Regions from separate parts of the Columba livia genome. Here region 1 is linked to region 2. A link is a contact called in public Hi-C data. All regions are on one chromosome and are shown on one strand. Each heading gives the region's core, a stretch centred on a gene start, on an enhancer-like site or on the middle of the called end of the contact. The rest is flanking DNA. Distances are from core to core; before and after follow the strand shown.

Region 1 (3,296 bases), core at 66-2,565, 180 kb before region 2:
ATTTGATAGCAATCCTTAGTGATTAATTCAGAACCTCAGGATTCAAGTAAGCCTAGCCATAACTTCAAAAGCAGAACCAGTATAGCTTGTGTCAATACTCATTTTTGTCACAAAGAAAAAAATCCTCCAACATGTAACCTACAGAGAGCAAAGTACCTTTGTGAAACTTAAAAACACAATGGCAGTTATATGGAAGTTTGCCAGAGTATGGACACATACACTCATGAAAAGCATTTTTAAAGCTATATGCAGTATGTTTCAATACCTTATTTAACTAAGATGTTAATTTAGTATCTGCTATGGTATGATTTGACTTCAAGCTTTATAATACCCTGTAGATTTTCAAATACTTCTCTTAAAACTTTTTAATCTTGGCCTGTCACAGTTTACGTCAAATAAAGTTAAATACATTTCTAAACCCACACTGAAATAATGTGCAGACTGGACCAAGTGACAGCCTGTCTGTGTCTCTATGCTGATACAGGAACGTTCATGCTTTTTACAAGTCAGTGTGGTCAGAAAAATCTGCATCTAACGAACTGAGGAGAGAATTTAGCTGGACAAGGCACAAACTAAAGATGAGATACTGTTCCCAAGGGGGTCTTCACTCATCAATCTTGCATTTGCCTGAAGCACACACAGTGGGCGAATAGCTGCCCCTTCTTCACAGCCGTGTGGAGCCGCAGGACACCGGCCCGGCTGTCCCCTCAAGACACTCGGCAAGGACAGGGAGGTTACAGCTACCAGAGAGCAGACGCCGTTCACCATGGGGCACCGGAGAACGCAGGTTTGGGTTTCTTTTCGCAAAGCGATACACCTGTAAGCCCAACAGCTCACTCCGCTCACGGAAGAGAGCGACACTCCCCCCCGAGCCCGGGACCAAACTGCGAGAGGAAGGGACAAACGTCGCCCCGTCGCGCATCATAAAGCGGACCCCTTCCTTCCCCCTCCCCGGGACCAGGCCGCGCCGCCCGCTCCCAGCCCCCGACTCGCCTCATCGGTGTCCCGGAGCGGGATCTCGATGGACCCCCGCGACATGATGGCGACACCGCTGTCCGCCGAGCCGCGAGCACGCAACGGCCGCCGCGCGCGCACTTCCCCTCACAAACACCGACTGACCCGGACGTGCTCGGGCAAAGGGAGGCGGGAGGTGGGGAGGCTCCGCCCCTCAGGCGCAACGAGCCAATCGCAGCGACGCACGAGCCTCGCGGGCCGCCTGGCGCCCGCGCGTGAGGGAGCGGGAGGGCTTCGAGGGCGGGCGCGCGGCGCTGTTGCTGAGGTAACGGCGGCCTCGCGGGCGCCCCTCAGCGAGAGGAGAGGGACCGGCGGGAGCCGCCGGCTCTGGCCCCGTCCCGGTCCCGGTCCCGGTCCCCGTCCCCGCCAGCCCTGTCCCCGCCCCGGGCTGGAGCACTACGTGTTGCGCTGTGTGGCCTCCCGTGCGGCTGCTCACAGCGGTCTTCCGTGAGGTGGCGCTTTAAAACGTGAGCAGTCTCTTGAGGACAGGGTGAGGGCTCACGGACAGGTATTAGTTCTGCTAATTTATACATGTATATCATATATATACCTATAGAAATATGTATATTTGTGATAGCAAGAGATGTTGCTGTGTATTTATACACGCACGCACTGACAAATTGAAAGGGTTTGCACTTAGTTGCTCTGTGGTCTTGAGATCATGACTCCCTCAGGCTATGCCTCTCCTCCTATTATTTCAAAATCACTGAAAACTTTCAACCAAATGCATCAAAATGCGTGAATTTTCCGTATTTTTGTGGAAAAACAGTGTGTAAATCCAAATACACATTATCTGACTAGCTTAGTGGTGTGATATTAATACATATGTAAAATTTTTTAGCCGCAGCTCGGCCAACTATTTTTCAATCCTGAAGCTAGGCCCTGATCCTGGAACTTGTTTTGCATGAGGTGTTCAGCCACTTGGAGGTGCATGAGTAAAAAATTACAAAGTTGGCTTCCTAAATTGTTCTTTCTAATTATGATGGCAGATGCACTGACATATTTGAACAAAACATAGCATGCATAGTAATGTATGATCAATCTTCCATATTTTTGCATTTGTACTAAGGGGGGAAAAAAGACTAAAAGATCCTCTGGCATATTTCTGCTAGGATTAAAAAAAAAAATAAAAAAACCTGTGACACATTACTTACAGAGCCTATTAAACCCTAAAGCAAACTTGATTTTGTCCTATAGCTAACTATCCACTGAACTGATAGTCACAACTATTAACACATTAAATTACTAAATTTTATTTTTAAAATGTATTGTGAGTTACTGTAATAGTACATATTATAGTAGTAACTACTAGTTTACTTGGAGTGTCACTTGTTCTCTGAAGCCAAAGCAAGTAGTATTTTTAATTACTTACCATTTTGAATCTCAGCTTCTGGTTTTTACTTACGCACTCATTATTCTGAACTGAGTTACCTGGTCCAATAAAGTATAACTAGCATTTCTCCTAGGTCTTTCAGGAGGTATGTGCCATAAATAACTTTTGTAGAGAAACTTTTGCATGTGACAGTGAAGCAGAGTAACATTGAAATTAATAGATGTGTGTGCTTTTTTCTTTAAAAACATGCCAAAGCCAACATTATGCAGAGCAAGATGCTAATTAATAGAGTTCCTAAGCCTACTTTTCTGCTTTATAGACTGATTTTATACAAATAAACTGATTTTTAGCTGTTTTAATCTCTGGTGAAGCAATTTGGACTGAAAAGGCAATACTGCAAACTATTTTTTAGATTGTTTAAAGGAGCAAGACTCCTGTTTTCCACATATACTGATAAAAATAAAGGTATGTGGAACTTCTTTAATGTATAATATGTTGTTCTAGTGAAAAGAGTTGGTTTTTATTTTTTGGGTTTTTTACTTTCAGCACATAGGAACATTTAAAGAAGATACTTATTTCTTCTTGCTATTTCATTGGAATTTTTAATTATGAAAATTTAAATTACTACTTTTAACCTTGGATTGTTATCAGTATCAAAAGTTCTTATATAAATAGAAAGTAATCTATAGTAAATTGAAGTTATTCTTGTAATACATGACATAAACAGTGAAAAATGTTTTAAAATGTCATTACCACATATAATTATAAGCCTTTTTTCAGGAATGAAAATTGAGCTTAACTAAGCTACTTTACTAACATAACAAAAAGGCCTCCAGCTACCTGACCACTACTCTTTGCAAACAAATTACCATTTCTCTTTGAGTTGTGTATGCTGAAATAAATAGTCCTCCATTTTGAACAGCTGGGTGGTCTCTAAGATTTTAATCAG
Region 2 (3,380 bases), core at 254-2,753:
TGGGCGGCAGCATCGCGGCCCGGGGCGGCTCCGCAGCAGGTGGAGCCGGGCACTGGCGGAAGGAGGGCGCGGGGGCGGCGGGCGCAGGCTCCTGCCGGGCGAGGCGCCAGCGGCGTCCGGCGGGTCGGAGGGGTTGCGCTGCCCCGCCCAGCCCTGGCGCGAGCGGCGCGGGGGCCGTTAACGGTCGCCCTGGCGGGGCGGGACGAGGAGGGGCGCGCACTCTGTCCGTACCTGTGTGAGGAGAGTCCCGCGCGGGGCGGCGGGGGCTGCTCGGCTCGGGAGGAGGCGGCCGCTCCGGGCACTGTCCGGCACCGCGCGAACCGCGGCTGCACCTGCGGCGACGGGAGTGGCGGGGGCAGGGGCGGCACCTCCCACGCGGGGCTGTGGCCTCAGTGGGAGCCGGAGGATCCGAGAGAAGCCTTCCTACCCCTCGCCGCGGCGGCCCTGTCCCTTACGGCGGCTCCGAGACAGAAGTCGCGCTGTCACATGTCTCCTCGCCGGCGCGGGAGGGAGGGAGCGCCCCGGGGCGTGCCGCCTCGGCCCGGCCCCGGCCCACCTCAGCCCGTCTGAGCTCGCCTCAGCCGCGGGGCGCCCCGTGAGTGCCGCCTTGGCAAGCGCCTGTTTCAAAACTCCTCCTCGGAAAGTGCTGTCACAGAGAAAACTTCGGTTCGACACCAGAGCGTCGTGAGGCTGGTGCGAAGATCACACCCTATAAGTAAGTTTGCTGTCGATGGATCCCTGTTGAAAGTTTTCAACAACGTCCGTCCTTCAGCGTAGCGACACGGTTCAGATACTCGTATATATATACAAACAATAAAGTAAACTTCTCGGGTAAAGAAACCAAGACAAATAAGTGAAGGTCAAACCGAGCATGACTCAGCAGGAATGAGGATCTTAATATGTAAAACTTCGAGAGATTCCAAGCCCTGAAGCTAAAAGGTTTAGGGGTGTTTATGGTAACTTCGGGTAACAATACTTGAAGTCTAATCTAAAGACATTTAAATAAAAAAGTACCTCTGCAGTGTAGCAAAGCACAGGGAATGTAGCAACTGAGGAACAAGTTCCTTTCTGTAAAAAGACAAACAAGGTAAAGGTGGATCTCCAGAAACACGCGAGGGATTGGGTAGTTCTGTGGCAAGTGTGCTGTCCCCACTATGTCCTCCCATCTTCGTAAATGAAGAAATGTGCCATCCGTGAACCTCAGGGGTTTTTAGCTTCAGAAATTACTTTACACAGTTGGTGAAGAAATTGAAGTGAAAAGAAAGTAGTTAACCATATAAAGTTTGAGTTGTAAAGAAGAGTTGCAAAAGCTTGCAGTGTCTGACTTTTACACTAGTATCAATGCAATCACCTTCATACGCTCATAAAAAAGCTAAGAATCTTGGCCACAGCTGTTTTATGACACATGTACCAATCCAAAGCATTTGAAAATGTCAGTCATTCAAAATCATTAAAAGGAAAAGAAAGGAAAAGAAAAAGACATACCAAACACACTAACAAAAGTAGTCATTGTTTCTTAGCTTGGCAAAAGGCTTATGCTGTATGTGCATCTTTCTTCCACAGTAACTCTGAATGTCTTCATCACCTGCTGCCAGGCTACACCCAGACAAGCCATCTGCCACCCAGGAAAACTGCACACTGTAAGTGTCTGTGAGTCTGACTCACAGCTGCCCTGCCCAAGTGATATATGAGTAAAGCACACACACCTGTTGCTGTGGCCATTCAGTACACCCGTTGATTGCTGATCTGTTAGTTGTGCTTCATTTCTCCTGTTTCCCATTCCTTCTCCCAACCACCTGCCTGAACTTGCCCAAACTTGTCTGCTTCCCATCATGAAGTTTTCCTGGCGGTTTGGGCTCCTTAGTGGCCCTCTAATCATAACTGTGCCCTGCGCTGCTGGACTCGGGTATCCTGTGGCTTCTTGGATTCCTTTTCTCAGCTAGGCAAATGAGTCTTGCCTCCACACTTGATTTAGACTATGGGATGCAAGAGCTTGGAAGAGAATTGATGCAAAAGGGAGACTTTAAAAATGCCTTAACAAGGAAAAAGCTTCTAGATGCTCTGATATACAAATCCGTAAGAACATAAGACACTTGTTCTAGCTGACCATGACTATTTAAATGAGCTTTCCTTTTGTAACAAGTTGGAAACCTTTAAAGGCAAACAGATCGTGACTTAGTAAATGTGTCTATAGTAATTGAAGCACTAGGGAAATACCATTGCAAGTTCTATGGCAATGTCAGGATGGATTGTAAGACTCAGTTAATGGTGATAAATTAACAAGAAAATACTCGGGAGTCCTTTCAAATTTTGCAGAAGCAATTACTATGATCATTTACTTTACGAACTGTGTTCAGAACCTGCATCTGACTAGTGGGTCCAGTTTTATATCCCATTTCTCTTCTTACAATGAACAATTCACATCTGTCTTTGGAAAATTGAAGTAACACTAAGCTGACAAAAATGAAATAGTGTATTTTGAACAGTATATGTTGTTGTATGCTTCCATTAGCACCTGCAAGACATAAAGCATTAAACTTTGCATCCAGACTTGGAACACCCCAGTGGTGTCAGTCAAGACCTGGTTAAACACTTGCCATCTGGCCCATGAAGGACTCTTTCTGCCAGTCCAGTTTGTGAGTCAGTTATACTATTATACACTGTATTGAAAGTAGTGCAAGTGTCTCCAAAGTTGTTTTAAATGTTCTTTAGACATTATTCTTTTGGTGACAGTAGTAAACTCATGATTATTGCAGTGTATATGGTATTTGGACTGCTCTTTCACAGTCAGTCTACTTTAACAAAGGGAAATACAATAAAAGTTTTAAAGATTTGCTTGCATGTCAACATCTATTGAGGAATGGAATAAAATAAAGAAAACCCTAAATACACATCTGCATTATTAATACTTATTTTTAGAAACAGAAGAATCTTGTCTGAGGCATTATTAAAGCTGGAATACAAAATAATCAAAATTAGGAAATGGTCTCTCATTCTCACTTGAAATTGTTTCAGTTGTTATAATGTACTGCTTTCATTTGAACAGCGCCTTAAAAGCTAATGCATTTTGATATCTTTCTAGTAGATTCATATTTCTGACTGTGATATTGATAACAAGAAAACAACTAATGGATCAAATGAAATATTTCTATCTATAATATACCCATTGGTGGCATCCAGGCAATATTAGACCTAGTATTCGCTTTTCTGATCTTCAATCAGTTCAGTTAATAACATGCTTGGCATACATGCATTTACTTACTGAAGAGTAACTGCTATTTCAACAGCAAAAAAAAAACATGGTTAAATAATATGATCTCCAAAAGCTGGAGGGGAGTTTTGTGCCAAATGTGAAATGTAATTGAATTGTATTATCAAAT

Evidence for each region. Hi-C and Micro-C count contacts between places; a contact is called where the count stands out from the background.
Region 1: a Hi-C map of liver shows a contact between it and region 2, with 2.0 times the contacts expected there. The contact joins the promoter of IRAG1 here to the promoter of AMPD3 in region 2. A contact is called at or near these places in 2 of 2 Hi-C or Micro-C datasets (crop and liver).

Annotation. Positions count from the first base shown.
Region 1 is chr5:58,154,312-58,157,607 of bColLiv1.pat.W.v2, reverse strand. IRAG1 (inositol 1,4,5-triphosphate receptor associated 1) reads left to right here and starts at 1,315. Exons shown (of 23, transcript XM_065066184.1): 1 at 1,315-1,522. It overlaps CTR9 (CTR9 homolog, Paf1/RNA polymerase II complex component), which reads right to left and starts at 1,177. Exons shown (of 25, transcript XM_065066171.1): 1 at 994-1,177. The coding sequence starts at 1,038.
Region 2 is chr5:57,978,756-57,982,135 of bColLiv1.pat.W.v2, reverse strand. It overlaps AMPD3 (adenosine monophosphate deaminase 3), which reads right to left and starts at 1,503. Exons shown (of 15, transcript XM_065066192.1): 1 at 1,486-1,503.